Linked DNA regions of Hordeum vulgare: region 1 is linked to region 2. A link is a contact called in public Hi-C data. All regions are on one chromosome and are shown on one strand. Each heading gives the region's core, a stretch centred on a gene start, on an enhancer-like site or on the middle of the called end of the contact. The rest is flanking DNA. Distances are from core to core; before and after follow the strand shown.

Region 1 (2,753 bases), core at 105-2,604, 200 kb after region 2:
TGACCGTTAACTTATTGTGGACCCACATTTAAGATGTATCTTCTTCCTCTTACATTTTCTTCTCCCCTCTCTCTCTTTTCTTCTCCATCTGCTTCTCCCGACAAAGGCCGGAGCTCGAGCATCTCCACCACTCACGACGGCCACCTTCACCACCCACCATGGCCAGGGGCTCGGGCCGCCACGCTTGGGAGCACGGGCTGTCGTGAGCCGCGCAGGGCAAGAGAAGCGGAAGCAGCCGGCAAGGAGCTCCGCGTGGAGAAGCCTTTCGCCGAGGAATGCCTGCCCGTCGGCTCGCAAGGAGCTCCACCTACCCCGCAACCTGGTTGCCGACACTGTTCCTCGGGCGAGGGCAACGCAACTCCTCTCATTCTAAGCCGCCTCCATCCGCCTGGAGAAGCCCCGCCTTTTATCGAGGAACGCGACGGCTGAGACGCCTCCATCCGCCTCACCCGCGACCTGGTCGCCGGCTAGCTGGTGGCTCCGTTCCTCGGGCGGGGCGATGCAGCTCCTCTCGTTCTAAGCATGGGACAGGAGGGACCCAATTGCTTTTTTTAGAAAATTTACAAAGACCTGATTGAGTTTTTCAAGTTTTAAAGGACGAGTTAACGGTCAAACAAACAGTCAACCGAACACTTCTTTTACACGCGGCCCCAACTATCACAATCAGGATTAATTTTAAAAGCACTTAATGTTTTGGATTCGGGCCCTCTACTTTATTTGTCGAATCCAATCGATCATGGGCGGCCCTCTTCGTTCACAGTCTTTCTTTCCTTTCGAATCCAATTGTTCCAATCTGATCAAATAGCAATTCATTGAAATCATTCGGGTCACCTCTTTTTTAAACACTTGACCCTTGAAATGAGTGCATGTACATCACACCTCCTACGGTGGTTGCCAAAGCTCCGAGTGAACCCGAAATAGGCCATGGACTTGGATCTACCAAATGATAAGAATGCCTCTGAGATTCAATCATAAACCACTTTGCCCCGGTTGTATATAAACCCCCTGCTTCTCTTATGATTTTCGCTATTTTCTTTAGTTTAGTTATGGATATCTTGAAAAGTCTAAGCCCGTAGTACCCTCTGAGGTTGGTGAAGGGAAGTGAAACATAAGCGAGGTTTCGAAGAAACGATACAAAATATACATTTTTCGTTTTAAGCAACCGATCCCGATTTGGTAGTTATTAGAAAAAAATGATAGTTTTTTAAAACCCTAACCCGTAAAGTATAGTAATTTTATGCTATTTACTACGGTGAACACACCTTGTGGCCGCGAATTTGCAACAGCATCTCCCAGCAAGTTCGGCGCTACTGGTGTGATCTATATAAAGGAGGCCTCCCCACTCCGCCCCTTCTTCCCCACCCTTTCGCCTAGTGCCCCTAGGCCGGCCTCCGGGCTCGAACCCACTGCGCTAACAAATAATAAATCCGCGTATAAATCTACCCCACTGACCCAGATCATCTCGTCCCCATCCGCCCCCCGCCGATCCGCGCCACAATTCCCATCTGACTTCCCCCAATTTATTTTGCTTCGATTCCATTCTCTTGGTTCGTTCGTAGGGGCTAGGGTTGGGAGCCGATCGCGCGCCGCCGGAGCCGATCGATAGGGTTAGGGTTAGAGGGCGAAGGGGCTGAGATGGAGAAGAAGAAGGCGGCGGTGCCGCTGGTCTGCCACGGCCACTCGCGGCCGGTCGTCGACCTGTTCTACAGCCCCGTCACGCCCGACGGCTACTTCCTCATCAGCGCCAGCAAGGGTAAGCCATCCACCCCCCCTCGCCCGCTCCAGCCGTAGCTTGCGATGCAGAGGGCAACAGTTAGTTGTGTGATTCTGTTGCCACAATGGAATGGACGGTACGTTCGCTCCTGTGCTTGTGATGAGACGAATTCTGTTTTGGAGAACGATTAATGACCAGTGCCGTGGGTTCTATTGGGATTTAATATTTCATTTAGTTCTCTCAGTGCCATTGATTGTCCAGTTTAAAGGTGGTTTGTACCAATTTGAATGGTAAGGTTATCCAATGCATTCATATTCTATAGTTTGTAATTTGGGTGATAAGTAGGACGGCTACTGCTTTCCTTAATCATGTGAACTTGAAATGTTTGAGATAGGAAGGGTGGAAGCTAGTAGGGATTATGGTTACCTAATTAGTTAATACTACCTCCGACCGGATACATCCATTCCTACGACAAGTATTTCCGGACGGAGGGAGTATTTTGCAATCTTGGTAAGTAGGTTGACTGCTGCATCCCACAATCATGAATCATGTGAACTTGAGATATTTGAGATAGGAAGGGTGGAATGGTCATGGGAGGTCTCAACAGTTTCTTACCCTGGTGATTCTATATCTATTGCTTTCATTTAGTGTATCTGGTGTTTGTTTGTTGCCAGTACCGCAGTTTTTACCATGTAGGTCAGATTTGGGGGACTAAGCGTCTCAATGTACTTATCATGTCACTCTTGTTCTAGTTGTGGCCTCTTAGTTCATGACTCGTCTCAAATTATTTGTACGTATGTTTTCAAGTCTTAAGGCCACACTGCTAGTTAAGATATCTGTGAAGCAACAACTCCCCTCCCCACCAACAACACAAAAGCTCACATGTGTACTCGGTAGTCTACGATTCTAGATGCCAGATTTAAAGAATTAGTTTCGATCACCTACTTTATTGATGGTTATTACATTGGACAGAATTATTCTGTTCCTGCATTGTCCGGACTCTAGGTATTTCCAGAAAGTAGTAAATTCAGGTCTGACC
Region 2 (2,823 bases), core at 175-2,674:
ATTGGCTTTTTTTAACATAGTATAAATGTAAACGTTCATATATATATATATATATATAAATATATATATATATATATATACACACACACACATACATACGTGCATACGCTCATCTTTATGAATATACACACATTTCCTATTTTTATAAGTATCTCTGAGAGACTGAATCGACAAAAGTGTTTTCCTCTCTCCACTCGCGGCTGGAACCATAGCCACCGCCAGGAGAGGACAATCTTCCAGGACTGTCCTACGACGACTTTCCTCCGCCGACTACCCCGATCGCCGGTGGTGAGGATGGTCGCCGGATCCACGTGTGTGGATCGTTTTAAGTTTTTGTGGTCTAGGTTTTTAGATTGTTCATCGTCTTGGCTTCGACAGCGGCGATGACTACGCTGAATAATGATTATTCGGATCCTTCCCTGATGAGGCCATCGGCCCTATGGTTGGGAATGGATTTAGAAACCAGTCTGTTCAAGCAAGGATGAGTGACGACGGCGGCATCATCGTGGTGGACCTGTGTCCTCGGGCTCCGCCGTTGCGACGGTGTTTGCTCCAGCGTCGGCGCGGAGCTTGGGAGGTAGTCCAGGAGCGGATGTAGATTGTGGTCTGCATCAACGACACCTGGAAGACGGAACGTGTGTTGGGTTTGTGGTCCGTGGATGGCAGGTATGGTTTCCTACTTCGGCGTCTTAGTCGTGATGGGGTGTCAGATCTGGAGTTTGATGGCGTGTCCGGGGTGTTGCCCTAGTCTAATTCATTCAACGGCAAGGGCTTCACTTTTGATGAGCCACCTTGAAGGTCCGTAAAGTTGCATATCAGCGTGGAGCCGCGTCGAGCTCGGGTGAGAAGGTTATTCGATGGCTCCTGTGGTGGTGGCGGAGGCAGGTGACGGATGTTGATGTCAGACTCAGAGATGTTTTTCTATCTTTTCAGTTTTGCCATGTCGATTTTTATATGACTTGTAGTTTGATTTTTATGATATGAATGAGGCACATATTACCAAGCAAAAAAAAAGACTGAATCGACATATCATTTTAAGATTTATGAAGTCATCATAGGTGTCTCATCGTCGACGAAAATCTTTCCTCTCACTGAATACACATCACCAAAATTATAAAATAAATCCAAAAATAATGCAAGCACCAGAACTTTAAACCCTAGTAAGCTAAAAGTATCATTGTTTCTCTAACCATTCAATTAGAGGTTGGTTCGTCATGACAATTTGTTTAATTGCCCTCGAGGGTGTGGGGTAAGATCTCGGGGTGTTCGTCAGGATCCGGCTCCTGACGAAAGTTCGCCAGATAGCATTTCCCCTGAATATTTTGCAAACGTTTAGGTGACACGGGCAGGGCAAGAACACAAGTGGAATTCTCATGAAACCAAGACAGAAGCTGCATGGCAGCAATATTCCGTGTCGGGCTGCTGCACTGCCCCTGGCCAGTCAATCAGTCCTACGTACGTACTAGATTAAGCAGCAGAAATGCAGAAACAACAGAGACGCATCAGCATCAGAGACTGGAAAGGAGGAGATTGAAAACGAGACATCAATGAAAAAGAGAGAGAGAGAAATGAGACAGAGTGGCTAAACAAACAAATCTGCAGTGGTGCCAAGTGCCAACAAAGGCAAAGCCGAGCCCTGAAAGCTGCCTTCCCATCCATCCATCCATCCGCGCGCTTTCTTTTCTTTTAAAGCGCCTCTTCTCCCTCCTCCTCCTCCCCTTCCCCTAAAGCTACCGGCCGGCCGCCCGCTGCTGTGCTGCGTGCGGGAGCAATGAAGAGGATCAAGGCGGCGCGCGGGGGAGCAGCGGCGACGGCGCCGACCGACCTGCTCGTCTGCTTCCCCGGGCGGCAGCACCTGGCGCTGATGCCCAAGTCGATGTGCAGCCCGTCCAGGGCGACCCTGGACAAGGCGGTGGCCGCGCGCCGGAGACAGCTGCAGCTCCCGGCCGCGCCCTCCACGCGGCACGGGGGAGGAGGGCGCGGTAGCGCTGGTAGCCCGCTGTTCCGCGGCTCTAAGTCTAAGGCGAAGCAGGCCGTCGAGGACGACGAGCCGCAGTCGCCCAAGGTGACTTGCGCCGGGCAGATCAAGGTCGCCCGGCCAAAGAAGCCTAGGCCGGTGGTGGAGAAGAACGGTAAGGGCGTCGACGGCGGCACTGCTGCGGGGAGGTGGGTCACCGTCGCGGAGGAGATCGAGCGGCTTCAGGGGCGGAGGAAGAAGGCGAGCTGGCTAGAGGCCGTCGGGATCAGGAGGGACGCGCTGCCCTTCCTCGGCGGCGCGCTCTGGAGCCTTCGGCACAAGGTGAGGTGCTTCGGGTCGTCGCTCCCCGCCGCGGTGGACTCGTTGGCGGACGACGACGACGACGACGATGCGGGGGAGCACGAACGCGAATCCTCCGCCGTCGGAGGCACAGGCAGCGCCGCCGCGAGCGTCTTCTCCAAGTGGCTCATGGTGTTGGAAAGGAGCCACGACGAACCCCACGAGCAAGACGCCGGAGACGACAATGACGACGACGGGCTAGATCAAGAAGTCGGGCGGCCGAGCAATGAGGCGGGAGACGACTGCTCCAAAGCGCCGTCCGTGCCGCCGCCGCCGAACGCGCTGCTCCTAATGCGGTGCCGGTCGGCGCCGGCGAAGGGCCTGGCGAGGAAAGGAGCAGAAGCGGGCAGCGAGGAGGCCACGCGGGAGAAGGAGGGCGTGGAGGAGAAGAGGGACGAGCTGGTGTTCATGAGAACGGCGCCGGACTTCTTGAAGCTGTCCATCGACATCGCCAAGGAGACGTGGGTCGTCGGCGGCGTGGACCCCCTCGCGCGCAGCCGGAGCTG

The links. A called contact is a pair of places that touch in the nucleus more often than the background predicts.
Region 1: a contact with region 2 is called in a Hi-C map of leaf, with 4 times the contacts expected there. The contact joins the promoter of LOC123395389 here to the promoter of LOC123396371 in region 2. A contact is called at or near these places in 1 of 6 Hi-C or Micro-C datasets (leaf) and 1 of 1 datasets of contacts at active chromatin or transcription factors (embryo).

Annotation. Positions count from the first base shown.
Region 1 is chr5H:409,224,321-409,227,073 of MorexV3_pseudomolecules_assembly, forward strand. It overlaps LOC123395389 (serine-threonine kinase receptor-associated protein-like), which reads left to right and starts at 1,355. Exons shown (of 7, transcript XM_045090382.1): 1 at 1,355-1,753. The coding sequence starts at 1,636.
Region 2 is chr5H:409,026,347-409,029,169 of MorexV3_pseudomolecules_assembly, forward strand. LOC123396371 reads left to right here and starts at 1,425. Exons shown (of 1, transcript XM_045091326.1): 1 at 1,425-2,823. The coding sequence starts at 1,772.